Regions from separate parts of the Hordeum vulgare genome. Here region 1 is linked to region 2. A link is a contact called in public Hi-C data. All regions are on one chromosome and are shown on one strand. Each heading gives the region's core, a stretch centred on a gene start, on an enhancer-like site or on the middle of the called end of the contact. The rest is flanking DNA. Distances are from core to core; before and after follow the strand shown. Region 1 holds the start of LOC123439986 (late embryogenesis abundant protein Lea14-A-like). Region 2 holds the start of LOC123443916 (neutral ceramidase).

Evidence for each region. A called contact is a pair of places that touch in the nucleus more often than the background predicts.
Region 1: a Hi-C map of seedling shows a contact between it and region 2, with 2.9 times the contacts expected there. The contact joins the promoter of LOC123439986 here to the promoter of LOC123443916 in region 2. A contact is called at or near these places in 1 of 6 Hi-C or Micro-C datasets (seedling) and 1 of 1 datasets of contacts at active chromatin or transcription factors (embryo).

Annotation. Positions count from the first base shown.
Region 1 is chr3H:380,649,161-380,652,249 of MorexV3_pseudomolecules_assembly, forward strand. LOC123439986 (late embryogenesis abundant protein Lea14-A-like) reads left to right here and starts at 1,566. Exons shown (of 2, transcript XM_045116582.1): 1 at 1,566-2,029; 2 at 2,119-2,522. The coding sequence starts at 1,734. The coding sequence ends at 2,368.
Region 2 is chr3H:380,312,996-380,316,071 of MorexV3_pseudomolecules_assembly, forward strand. It overlaps LOC123443916 (neutral ceramidase), which reads right to left and starts at 1,658. Exons shown (of 10, transcript XM_045120479.1): 1 at 1,113-1,658; 2 at 1-373. The coding sequence starts at 300.

The DNA.
Region 1 (3,089 bases), core at 316-2,815, 340 kb after region 2:
GGACGTGAGTGGTACCTCAATGTACTGAAATTCACTCAGATCAGCTCCCATCTCATTTGTTTGAACAATATCAGGACCGTGGTGAAAACCTAACTTCACTACATCAAACATCTCTGCTGACCTAAAAAATTATTCAACATGGACAAATTTTAGCAGAAGGACAAACATAAATTATTTCCGTATCAACTAAAAACCCACAGGCCTAAATATATTTCCCAAAGCTACCGGAGCACCTAAAAATATTCAAACACCTTAATTCACAGACCTAAATATATCCAAATCTACGGGAGCAACTAAAATTATTTAAACACAATAATTCACAGACTTAAATATATTACACTAAGCTACGGGGACAGACGTTGAATCTTACCCTTGAAGCGTGCGAAGAAAAAACAAACGACGAACACTGAGACAAGAATGACGAACGCAACAGCCTCCACTACCACCGCCACGTCCACCACCACCACCACCTCCACTCAACCTCCTCCACCACCACCACCACCTCAACCACCTGCACTACCACCGCCACCTCCACCACCACCACCACCACCTCCACTCAACCTCCACCACCACCACCACCACCTCAACCACCTGCACTACCACCACCACCACCACCTCAACCACATGCACTACCACCACCAAAATGGTCAACGTCACCACCACGAACTACCCCATCACACGATCGATGGTTCGCTTGACTCCCCTAACCCTCTAAAGCCCAACTACGGTGGAAAATGAGGAAAAAATCGACTCAGATTCCGTGTATAAATGAGTGTGTTTTCGTGTGGGGAGAGAAGCAAAGAGGAGGAGAGAAAAGAAGAGGAATGAAGGGGGAAGAAGGGGGGAGTGGGGCGGCAGAGGCCTACCTGCCTCCCGTCGGCTTCGTCGAGGCCGACTGGCCTTATCGGCCAGTAGTAGGCCGACTGCCTAGCCACCAGGCCGAGTGACCGGTTGTGACGTGGCCGAGCCAATCGTCGACTCCCACGTGGCCGACTAGCCACTAATCGGCTAAGCCGCGGCCGACTAGACCCTTTCGGCCACAACAAAGCCGACTAAAGCGGTGCGGCTGATGCCGTATTATTTTCGCAAACTTTCGAAACGATATATTATTTGTGTAGTTAATTAAAAAATGTAATATTTAAAAAAATTGACGTAGTTGCATGGGTTGTATGAATTTAAGATATGAGATTTGAGGTGTCCGGATGTAGACTACATTATTTGAGGACCGTTCAGTGTCCGTGCACGCATCCGGACACGTTCGCGGGCGTTTGAGACATCGGATTTGAGGGGTCCGGCTGTGGATGCTCTAACACCGGCTTGATTTTTTTTTCCGGACTGAACTCCCGTTTTAATAAAATGTGTCCAATGGCATTCCTAAGAAAGAAAGAGCATTCAAAAAACTGGATGGACGGATCCATCGATCCCCAGTTAAACAAATCGAACGCATTGCACATGGTACGACTGTGAAGCCGGTGTTGCACGCTTCACTGCACGTGGGGCCGTGGCGCCCCATGCACCCACATGGCCACATCTCGGTCCGTCACCTCGCCCGGAGCGGACGCGACCCGCGTTCTCGGCACCCGCAAACGCAAACGCGCGCGGCTTCCACGGTTCCTCTACGCGCCGCTCATTCCCCTCCCCGTCCGTCCACTCCCGCAGGCCTCCGGGACGCGCCGCGCCGCGCCGCGCGTGCGACGTAGGAACCGGCCGTTGATTCCATCCAATCCCCAAGCATGGGCACGGGAGAGGACGACGACGTGACGACGGCAGAACCAGGCGGAGAGGATCAGCAGACGCGGGAGGCAGGAGAGGGAGGAGGGGTGGTGGCGAGCCTGGTGGGCAAGGCCAAGGGGTTCGTCGCGGAGAAGATCGCGCAGATCCCCAAGCCCGAGGCATCGCTAGAGCGGGTCTCGTTCAAGAGCATCAGCCGCGAGGGCGTCGCGCTCCACAGCCATGTCGACGTCAGCAACCCCTACTCGTACCGCATCCCGATCTGCGAGCTCACCTACACGTTCAAGAGCGACGGAAAGTTCGTGCACTCGATCATCTTGCATCCTCAACGATCATCTTTGGCCATATGCACACCCTTATATGTCATGGTTTCTCCCGTGATTCCAGGGTCATAGCATCAGGCACGATGCCTGACCCGGGCTGGATCGGCGCGAGCGGCACCACGAAGCTGGAGCTGCCGGTGAATGTGCCCTATGACTTCGTCATGTCATTGATGAAGGATCTGAGCGGGGACTGGGACATCGACTACGTGTTGGAGGTCGGGATCACCATCGACCTCCCCGTCATCGGCACCTTCACCATCCCGGTCAGCACCGAGGGGGAGATGAAGCTCCCCACGTTTCGGGATTTGTTTTGAACAATTTAGCTGCACGCTGTTTTGCCCCACCTTAACCCTGGGTGTAAAAAAACACTGTCAACGACGAGGCCTTTGACGGTCCGGTTGTCTGATCCGTGGATGACTGTTGAAATTAGATTTGTGCTGCAAGTCTTGGCATTCTTTTTTGGGAAAAGATTTCTTTCTACCGGTCGATTTAATTCTGAGCATCTGTCGTCTCTAGCACGGGACGCGTGTCCTGTACGAACCCTCCGCACCGCATCGTTCTTTTTCTTATCCTCAGTCATGCTTTCCTTCTCTCATTGTCTTTCTTCCTTCCGGTCCTTGCCCAAGCCATTGACGTACTTCCTTTATTCACATCCATCACAACCACCCTTCATCAGTGTTCATATTCGTCACACGCTGCAACCCATGAAGCTCAAGAGGGCTTGAATACAAAGAAGAGATTGACCTGAGATCTTTTCCTCGGCTCCCCATGATGCACGCCGGCGACGCTGCGGGTGAGATATGACACACTCCGCTCTTGCTGCAAAGAGGGATTATACGTAAAGCTGTTTTGCAACTTCACCAATGTTTTTAAAACAAATCTCTTGTTAAAATAATTGGTTAATTACCGACATGTTTCTAAAATAAAGCTCTTATTGCAATAATCACCTTAGTTTTTGAAAAAAAATCTGCACCACAATCTATATTATAACTGTTTTCGCAACAAAACCGTTGTTGCGGGAATCTGCAACACAAT
Region 2 (3,076 bases), core at 408-2,907:
CATGCAAGCATCCAGGTTCACAAAGACAACACGCTCTCCATTAGGCTCAGCAACAATAAATGCGCGTGACTTTAGCCTGAAGTGAATCCCTGATGCAATCTGCTCAGTATTTGCATATCCCATCATGTTAACATCTGCTGCTGGCCCTGTTATGTCATAGCTTCCCATGCCGACCAAATATGGAGAGTCAGAGAGCACCGGGGTGCAATTCTGAAGGACAAGAACCAAAAGAAGACATAGCCATATCCTTGACGAACCAAAACCACGGACTTGACAGCGCAAGCAAGATGACGCCTCCATCAGGAATCAGGGAATGGAGTTATTAATCAACTCATGCAAGTCCAAAATCTCAGAAGAACAAATTTACTGTACACTACAAAAGAGAAGAAAGCCTATGAGAAACTAGCTGAACATTCTATCATAATGGTGCAAGGGGAAAGGGTGTAAACTGTCCAATAAGGGCTTCTAAAATAATTTAAAAAAAAACAGTGGCAACACAATTTCACTGTGTTCCTTTACATGAACACATTATGAGCAGACGAGACCTATTGAGCATGAAGAAATTTATGTTGCCTGACATATGGATTCCTCGACATTGTCACGGCAGAAGCAACAAGAGCATGACATACATATAGTAGTAGGGCAGATCGCACGATAATTACACCATTTAAACTTGCTTCTAAATCACCAGGTCGAGCACGCACGCTATTAAATCCTTGAAATGGGGATTGCCTACCAACGCGACTGGACGTCAAGGCCGCGTCTCTCACAAGACAAGCAACCCCTGTAACGTCCAAAGTAAGCCAAATTCCACAAGCAAGGCCACGCGGGTTGCGGCCACTCTCTCACCAAACAAGCAGCACTTTCAGTGTGACAGTCTGGGGGCACTGCCACTGGCAGGATACAAAGCCAAGACAACCCAACCGGAGCACAAAACCAACCCCAAATCCACACCGACTACAATCAAAACCTAGTACAATCACGCAATTTAATGGCCTGATCCAGCGAAACGCGTCCAATTTGTCACACGTCGGGAGACAAACAAAAGAAACGAACAACCAACGCGACCTGGCTGGAAGGAAGGGGTAGGAGGCCCGAGCAGGCGAACTCACCATGCGAATGGCGAATCTCAACTGGAAACCCCGGCGGCTTCAGCTGCTGCTGCTGAACTGGCTGGTCACCTCCGTCGCCGTTTATTAAACAAACCCACGCCAAGCGCAGACGAGACGCGACGCGATCGATTGGGAACTCCAAGAAGCAGGGCACCTTGCAGTCGTTGCTCACTGGATAAGAGCAGTTTATTAATACTAGTAGTAGCACCAAGGCGCTGTCGATCAAATCTGACGAGCGGTGAGGGAGACGGGCGGGAATGAGTAGGAGGTGGCAGTGGAGACAGGGGCGGAGTGGCGAAGACGGCGACGGACAGGGTGTGGCGTCCAAGCCACGGCTCGGAAAGGGCGGGCCGGTAGATGCGTGGTGGGGTACCACTGGTGGGATAGGACTGAAGGAAAGTGCGGCTCCGGCCACCGGCTTTGCGCTTTTCCGCGTGACTGGGTTTTACCGGCGGGGTGGCCGGTTGTTCACACCTGAATTTATTGTTGAAGAAATTTGCATAGAAGCTGGTAGATCTGGTACCCTGGAGCTCTTGCAACATGCCGTATCCGTCGATCTGTGGTTGTCATCGTCTGGCTGATCTGGTACTCTGGTACGTACTGGTAGATCTGACTGATTTGGTCCATCTCATCATCTGGCAGACGATAGAGTTGCTCTACTAAATGAAGCATGAGTTCGGGACTAGGAGGCATTAATGGGTGGGTATCCCTGTACGGGTTTATGGTTCCATGAATTGGGTCTGTTTGCTTGGCAAATCTGGTCTGAACAAGACAAAGACGCCTGGGTTCGGCTACGTGTGCGGCTGCGCCTGCGGACGGCCAACCCCAATTGCGATGTTTATTGTAAATAAAATAATTCAAATACTTAAAAATACAGCTGTATTATTACGTCGCGTCGAACGCACGTCTACGAGTATCCGATACTTGCGCGCATGACTCCTTCCTTGTCGAGATGTACCTGACGTCCTTAGGTGGTGGATGATTAGAATTCCATATGCATGTGATGATGTCATCTCACTTTATTTTATAGTATTTTTAAAAAAAAGATATAACTCTTAAACTAAGCGTCAGAACGAAAATCTGTATTTATCATTAGGTTTCTCGCGACGAGATCTTTAAAACTAGATTTCATAACGAGATATTTCAATGATTTCTTTTAAAAAATAACTTTGGTTCTAGTCGAGGCGATTTTAGTGCTAAACATAAGCAACTTTATTGCACCATGTGTACTAGTGAATTTACCTAAAAAGTATATCATAGACAACATAAAAAACTATGTGGGACAAATTTATTGTATTTAGGCAACTCAACATCATTTGTAAGTAATCATGTGAACCTCAATGATGACGTAACATGCATTAACTTCGGTATGAAAGAAATTAAAAATATATATTTTTCAAACCACGTGTCGGAACTATGATCCGTTTTCATCGTTGGGTTTCTGATGACGAACTCTTCAAAACTAGATCTCATATAAGTATGTTTTAAAGAAAAAAATCAAAAGCAACTTCGATGCTAGATGAGGCAACTTTAATACTAAATAGGGGCAATTTTGATGCTAGATGGATTTATTAGTGAATTCACCTACTAGGCTACTAATAGTTGTGTGCAGTAGTCTAATAGATGGTTACCATGGTTGCTAAATTGCATACATCAAAAAAATTCTAGATACTTTAGTTGTCTATGATAATGTGAAAGTTGTTTACGATAGGGTGGAAGGTTGCCTAACATGAGTTGTAAGTTGTCTACGATACTATGAAAGTTATCCATTAAGGGGCCTAAGATGCCTACGATGTTAACAAGTTTTCGTGGGATCTAAGTTGTCTATCATGATTTCAAATTTTGAAACTACATAAGGATGGATGGTATGAGAGCCTTGTTCTTTTCTTTCTGGGGAAGTCCACCCGCCTACCCTACTGAGCGTGCGGGTGTTGCTAGCCAAGTCACGGTGTTGATTAGTTGCA